2 separate regions of the Hordeum vulgare genome follow, and region 2 is linked to region 1. A link is a contact called in public Hi-C data. All regions are on one chromosome and are shown on one strand. The core of a region is the stretch at or near the end of the contact, and the rest is flanking DNA. Distances in the headings are between cores, read along the strand shown. Region 1 holds the start of LOC123425355 (PHD finger protein ALFIN-LIKE 9-like). Region 2 holds the start of LOC123425364 (acidic leucine-rich nuclear phosphoprotein 32-related protein 1).

The links. A called contact is a pair of places that touch in the nucleus more often than the background predicts.
Region 2: a Hi-C map of leaf shows a contact between it and region 1, with 5 times the contacts expected there. The contact joins the promoter of LOC123425364 here to the promoter of LOC123425355 in region 1. A contact is called at or near these places in 2 of 6 Hi-C or Micro-C datasets (leaf and seedling).

What each region holds. Positions count from the first base shown.
Region 1 is chr2H:103,625,602-103,629,248 of MorexV3_pseudomolecules_assembly, forward strand. It overlaps LOC123425355 (PHD finger protein ALFIN-LIKE 9-like), which reads right to left and starts at 1,620. Exons shown (of 5, transcript XM_045109040.1): 1 at 1,425-1,620; 2 at 1,228-1,260. The coding sequence starts at 1,515.
Region 2 is chr2H:104,494,497-104,498,177 of MorexV3_pseudomolecules_assembly, forward strand. LOC123425364 (acidic leucine-rich nuclear phosphoprotein 32-related protein 1) reads right to left here and starts at 1,784. Exons shown (of 2, transcript XM_045109051.1): 1 at 547-1,784. The coding sequence starts at 1,725.

The sequences.
Region 1 (3,647 bases), core at 370-2,869:
ACCGTGTTACACTCCTAGGCTGCTAGAGAATTAAGGATGCTCTCTTGGTCTCCTCCATATTCATAGTAAGTTCCTCAGAAGAATCCAATGGTTACAAGCTGCAATGGAACCATTCCAGCCAGCACACTATGCTGCACAGAGGGCAGCAGATGCATTGAAGAACAAAGAAGGGGGAAAGGGTGATGACAGGTCTTTGTTAGGGGTGCAAATTTACAAAGCATTATACTGTAGAATGCAATGCTAGGCAGTCCTCCACCACCAAAACACTGAAGGAACCAACATCACTGTTCTTTGCCCTATGCAACAGTAGGACTGTACACACACTGGTAGGCAGCAAGCAGCAAAGAACGGCAAGTCCTACTCCTATCATTGTAGTCTGCCAGTCCTTGAAAGTCAAGAACTGCAACAATCATTATTAGGGCAGAAGAATCACACCCCACCAACCAAGCAGGACCCAGTAATGCTGAACCCAATAAACCAAACTCACATACGCACCAGCCAACTAGCAGCCCACCACCGCTCCCAACGGCCAGTGCCACCTTTTCTACTACTACCAAGATAAGTACTCCCTCCATTCGGAAATACGTACTTATCATAGGAATGGATGTATCTAAATGTATTTTAGTTTAGATACATCCATTTTTATCAATTTGTGTGATAAGTATTTCGGGGGCCGAAGGAGTAGCTCCCAAAGGTGGAAGCTTTCAGCAGGAAGTGACACTGACGAATTCATTGACCACTCAGCCTATAGGGCAGCACGGCCAAGCATGTTGAATGATCTGAGCCATCCGTTTCCGGCCATCCGACTGCTGAGGCCCACGTCACAGTCTACCTCCACAGGAAACTCGTTATTAAATCCAACAGTTAAGGCCCTCTGCTCGACATTCAGAGGGCTTCACGCACCGTGCATATTCTATTGCTAGTTCTTCGATCCATGGATAAGTACTAAAACTGCGGGAAGGACTCGAAATAAAGTGGAGATTAGTCTGTTAACTCTTCAGTATTCAGGGTAACACTCAGCTAAGCAGGTTCAGATGAAGAGGCGCATCGGTTATTTTCTAAGGAACTCCACTAAAACTCATCTCTAATTAGTAATTATAATCACGCTAAATGGTACTTAATTAAGTGCGGAGATTACGGAAGGATAATAATACATCAAAATCTGCACGGAAAGAGCAGCGAAGAACAGCAGGGCAGACAGACGGACAGGCGCGAGAATTCACTCACCCGGGTCGCATTGCCGGAAGAAATTCTCCACATCTGCAGCGTGAAACAAGAAACAAGAAACAAAACAGTCAGGAGACCAGCCGAGGAGCACAGACGGGGTGAAAATCCCATGGAACGGCGGCGAAATTCGGAAAGCTCGAATCTTCGGCGGCCAAAAGGAGAAACCCAATCTGGCGAGCGAATCTGCGGCGACCTACCGGTGGTGAGCGCGCGGGCGAGGCCGTTGCGGCGGCCCTTGTAGTCCCGGAAGACCTCCTCCACCGTCCTGGGGTTGTACTGCGCGTCCATTGGTAGCCGCAGAGGAGAGGATTCGAGTGGCGCGGGGAGGGAGGGGGGACGGGGGAGCGGAGGGGATGGGCACTGTGCTCGTGGTTTTATTTTGACGTCTTCGGGGCAGCATCTCTTTTTTTTTAGGGAGGTTTTAAAAGAGGAGTGAGGGGCGGACGCCAAGGGTGGGACTGCGACTTAAGTGGATTGGAGAGCACGGCGGACGTGTCCGTGCGGGTGGGGCCCACCGCCCGTGGGACGCCCATCCGTCGAATGGATACGTGTATCTTTTTCTTGTGGGCGGGTTGCGTCAGCGCCCGTCTCTTCTTGCGCATTTTTACGCTCCTGTTTTGGTTTTTTCTCGACTTTTTTGTTTCTTCTTCGGGCCGCTCTACGCGTCCGTCACGTGAAGAATAGAAGAAGAGAGGAAGAGCAAATGATGAAATCGTTGTCTCATTGATTGAAGATGTGGGTATATATATCTCAGTATAAAGACGGTTACAAGGAGCAGTTGCTAAACTAAAGCAACCGACATAGCAGGGATTATCCCTTAATTAATGTATTTAATTAATTCCTAACACTCCTCCTAATCAATGCTTGTCTTTATAATATATATCATGTTCATAAAGACTCCTCCTTGTATGTGTTTGCCTTCGAGAATGTTCATCATCTTCATTATGAGAAATCGTTGTATAATCTTTAAAGTCTCCTCCAAAAACCCTGCGGGAAAAATATGAGGAGAATAGTGTAGATATGTTGCTAAAACTCCTTTAAACCCTGTGGGAAAAATAAGGAGAAAATGATACAACATATAATGATTATTGTCTCGTGATAACTCATTTGAGAAAACCTTTGTAGAAGGAGAAAACTCATCTTTGAGTTTAGAGAACAATAAATATGTCTTGAGTACTTCCTTTAAAAACCCCGATATGGAAAATAGAAAGTATAACATATGATCTTTGAGAAGATATTGCCTCATTAAAGACCATCATGAGAAACTTCGAGAGAAAACTCATAAAGGAAAAGAGTGCATTTCACATGCCATTGAAAAACTCCTTTAAAACCCAGTGTGAAAAATATAAGGAGAAAATGATATGGCATATATAGATACTTGTGTTTATATTATCTCATTAAAAACCTTTTATGAGAAACCGTTAGGAAAAACTCATCAAGGGAAAAAGAGTACAATATATGCAATTTGATGATTGTTAATAGGTTATAGTCTGGGAGATTACTCCCCCTGAACTTTGCAAATATGGAGTATGTCTCATACCAATGCCATTGACATGAGATTGTGTATAATCTGTTGGATTATCACAATATTTTGTTTGCAAATTATTTCCTCAACTTTCTATAATCCAGAGGATAAGTAATTTCTGAGCAATGTGATTTATGATATTGCTCTTCATATAACATGTAGGTATTGAGTAACACAAGTGGAAGTATCTTGATAAATCAAGTAATGTAATTCTGATGAATCTCAACCACATGATTTTGAGTGTGGTTAATCATTCTGCCAAATCATGCATATTTTGCAATGCTTTTAGATAAAGCAATTATGTTAGAATGATAATTGGAAATAACCATTAAAATCCATTTATATGACTTTCATGTGAAGGCTATTCCAGCAAATTCAGTCATTGATATGGCGTCACTGGGATCAAATAAAAAGCCAATATCATTACATCATATCATGGTCATATCTTCTATTTCCTGATGAAAATATCCAAGATTTACTGTAATCTTCAGATATAAGATGATAGTACTTATATCAACCATATACCTTTTGTTGGGGTTGCACTCCGAATAAAGATAGCAAATATAGTGTCAGGCCTGACGTAGTTTCCAAGTATACGAGTGCTTTGACATTAGTGAAATATATAACTTCAGGTCCTAGTATCACTTCAGTATCACCCCTAGGTATGAATGGATTTGTACCTTATCAAAGGTAGTATGACCATACATGTCTTTTGTTGATATGATATATCCAAATTGAACTTCTCATATATGTTTTGGATATATGTAGACTGATATGTATTCTTTGAGAGAATGCTGAAGTTGTAAACTTAAGCTAAATTTGGTTGAATCCAAATTTTCCGTCTTGAGATGATTTTATGTATGTTTAGGTCTTATAGAGACATTGATGACGAAAT
Region 2 (3,681 bases), core at 534-3,033, 870 kb after region 1:
AACATTCAAATATGTAAAGTTTTAGGGTCAACAACCTGAGGAACTAAATCTATTTCCAAAAATATCAAGAAATAAGAATCCCCGAGCTTCTAAATACAAGATCTGCCATAATCATTTTGGCACACTCCTGATCATTTTGAGGGTGGAGAGCAATATACTGGGAGCATGATTGCCTTAAATCTCCATATGAGCAAATTTCGTTAAATTTACTTTTCCACAATATACTTTATACCCAAGGTGTTCACCTAACCAACCACAAAAAGAAACGAGATTTCAAGTGTGGATCTGACATATGAAGTACTCTACTTTGGTAGTATGCGTTGCCCGCGTAATCAGGAAAATTAACAAGCACACATAACTAATGCATGAACTGGTAAATCTCCTAACTGAAAAACTAGCCACAGTTCAAATATACCTGCAGTATAGTAGGGTGGTCAATAGTTATCTTGCTAAACAATATGACTAGAACAATCACCCACAAACTGAACATGCAGAAATTGCAATAAGGTAAAGCACTTCAAAGGCTAGCAAGAAATTGTATTATACCTCATCATCAGCATCGTCATCATCGTTGCCATCCTCATAAACCCTACTATCCTCCAATCTTTCCTCATCTTCCTCTCCAATCTCACCATTCTCATCCTCATCGTCACCTTCACCTTGTTCATGTCCATCAATCTCTTCTCCAACACCCCCCACCGCCACAGCAACCCTCCCACTACTCTCTGGCTCAGCCTCCTCACCATCATCCTCAACCTCCTCTTCCTCATCATCATCGTCCTCATCGATGCCATCCTCCTCATCATCACTACTGGGCACATCAAGTACCTCAACAACAGTGTCATCTTCATCAACCTCCTCATCGATCTCCTCTCCCAAATCATCCTCCTCCTCATACTCTTCCTCTGCATCATCGTCGTCATCCTCCACGTCTTCATCATCCTCGTCAGGGGCTACCCCAACCGCTGCGACCCTGAACCCGTTGGCCCTGTGGTGGTGCTCGGCTTCCCCATTGGGCACGACCTCGTCGGCCTCGCTCTCGTCCTCATCCACATGGATCACCCCATTCACCTCCACCGGGCGCGGTGCCACGCTACCTCGCGAGTGGGTGACGCCCCCGTTTGCCACCTCGCCGCTTCCAGGATCCTCGTCATCGTCGTCCTCATCATCATCTTCCTCCTCGGCATCGCCTTCGCCTTCGCCGTCCGCATCGTCGTCGTCGTCGTCCGACTCCGGGCGCTCGTTCTCGTCGGCGTCCATCTTGTCGAGGTACTTGAGAGTCCGGATCAACCCGAACACTCTGGATCTGTAGTCCTTGACCCGCGTGACGGGGCACTCGTAGAGGTCGAGCGAGACGAGGCGGAGGCGGGCGAGCGGCGCAAGGTCGTCCACATCTTGGATGCGATTGTTGCTGAGGTCGAGGTCGCGCAGCGAGGCGAGACCCGCCTCGACGAGGTGCTCGAGGCCGCCGGCGATGCGGTTGTCGGAGAGCGTCAGGCGCGTGAGGTTCCGCAGGCGGGGGAACCCCGCGAGCGACGCGACCCCGACGCCGGCGATCGAGAGGTGCTCCAGGCTCTGGTGGCGCTCCAGTATCTCCGCCGCCGGCAAGCGCCCGTGCATGCACTTGACGGCGCCGTCGAGGGTCAGGCTCCTCGCCGGCGACGAGCTCCCCTCGCCGGCGGTGTGCAGCGCCGCCTCCACCGCCCTCTCCCACGCCTCGTCCATCTCTCTATCTCTCCCCTCGCCTCCCCGAAATCAAATAAATAAAAAAATCGGGGGCGTTTTGGTTGGGGAGGCTATTTGAAATACAGTGATTTATACGTGGGAGGGGTGTTTACCTCGCCATTGGAGGAAGAAGGGGGCGGCTCACGCGTCGCGCTGTGGACTCGGCGTAGGGACGGCGGGTGCGGCTTATATGAGCGGCCAATGGGGGCGCTTGGATCGCGCGGCGCGGATCGCTGACGTGGCGTCATCCCAGGGGCGTGTGCTTCCTTTGAGAGGAGCGGGGGAGCGGAGAGGCGTGGTGGGCTTGGCTGATGCCGAGAGCATCTTTTTCTGGTTTTCCAAAATCGTTTTCTCTTAAGGGCGAGATATTACTGCTTAATTATGCACGCGGTGCCGTGTGGCTACGCTTGGTTGTATGTGGGTAGGTCGCTGACAGATTGGGAATAGGGATGTGGGTCCGGGTTTGAAGTCGATAGGTGTTATTGTGTTTTGCGTGAGCGGGTACGGGCCGTCTGATTGAGAGGTGGCGGATGCGGGCCGTCGGATCGGTGGGAGTTTTCGTGGTGCCTACCCTTCCCGATTGCAGAGGACAGTGCACGCTGGCATTGGGGTCGGAGGCGACTCGGGTTGGCACGCGTTTGATTTACACCAGGGTTTGGCTTATATTAAGACTTAATTAACACGTTTTAATTAAGGGGGCTGCTACGCATCCATCGATAGATATTTACTAAACATCCGTCACCTGGACAGCCGTTCGATCTCGCGCGTAATCTGTTCCTGGACTTAATTCCTGAAACGACGCTCCAGTTGCAGAAAAATCGTTTTATTGCAAAAAATAAACTTTGGACACATTAATTCCTGAAACAACGGTCGAGTTTCAGAAACAATTGCTTGTTTCAGGAAAAAAATCTTCGTCTTTCTGCAAACATAGGTATTGTTGCGGAAAAAAAAATTGCAACAAAGGTCATGTTTCACAAAACTTTTGCAGCAGGCTGGGATGCGGCGGCGCTACGGGCGGCGAGGCGGCCGCCCCTTGGTTGCGGGAGCTCGTCAGCGTGGCCGAGAGGGGCTGCGGCGGAGCCGCGAGCGGGCTGAGATGCGGCGGCGTGGGGCGACGGGCGGCTGCCCCCTGGCCGCGTGAGGCGAGGCGGCTGCCCCCTGGTCGCGGGAGCTCGCCGACGGGTCGGGAGCAGGGCGGGGAAGGCCATGGCAACGGCGGCAGCTTCGGCGAGGCTGAGCGGCAACAGGTAGGCGGCGGGCGAAGTCGACAGGGCCAAGGCGGAGGCGCGGGGTGGAAATGTGAGGAGCTCAGCTTCATGACCGTTTCCTAAAACAACGATCCAGTTTCAGAAAACGGTTCGAGATTAGAGTGAGATCCAACGGGCAAGCGGACGGCGGATGGATCGCGGGGATCAGCCGGTGGAAGGTAATCTTTTCCCCTTAATTAAGGGTTAAATCTCCACTTACCAAAGCGTCATACAAAGAGATGCAACTCTTGTAACCGTCGTGTCCCTTCGGATGCGTCCCTTCGAAAACTATAAATATGTAATATTTCATCATTAATAGACAGATTTTTGATCTCAAATACGTTATCACCACGTAATCTCTACCGCGAGAGAGACACGAAAGGGCGAGACGGCGGTTCCTCACAGCGTCGGGAGAGAAGTTCTTCTGCACCGTGCTCGCGCCCGGCCGCCGCCCACGTCGCACACGTCCGCCAGGTTGTGGTTGCACCCGGCCGCGCTCACCCGCGCTAAGTAGTGGCCGACCGCGCCCGCCCACGCCCGCGCCAGACCGTGGCTGCGCTCGTCCTCGCTGTCGGCGTCGCGTCGTGGCCTCGCCGCTGACTCCCGCGCCTGGCCGGGCAGCGCCACACCTTGGTCACGCAGGATCGCGCCCGCGACCGCGGCCACCCGGCCTTCTCGGTGGTTCCTCCTTAGAGGAAGACGAGGGAGC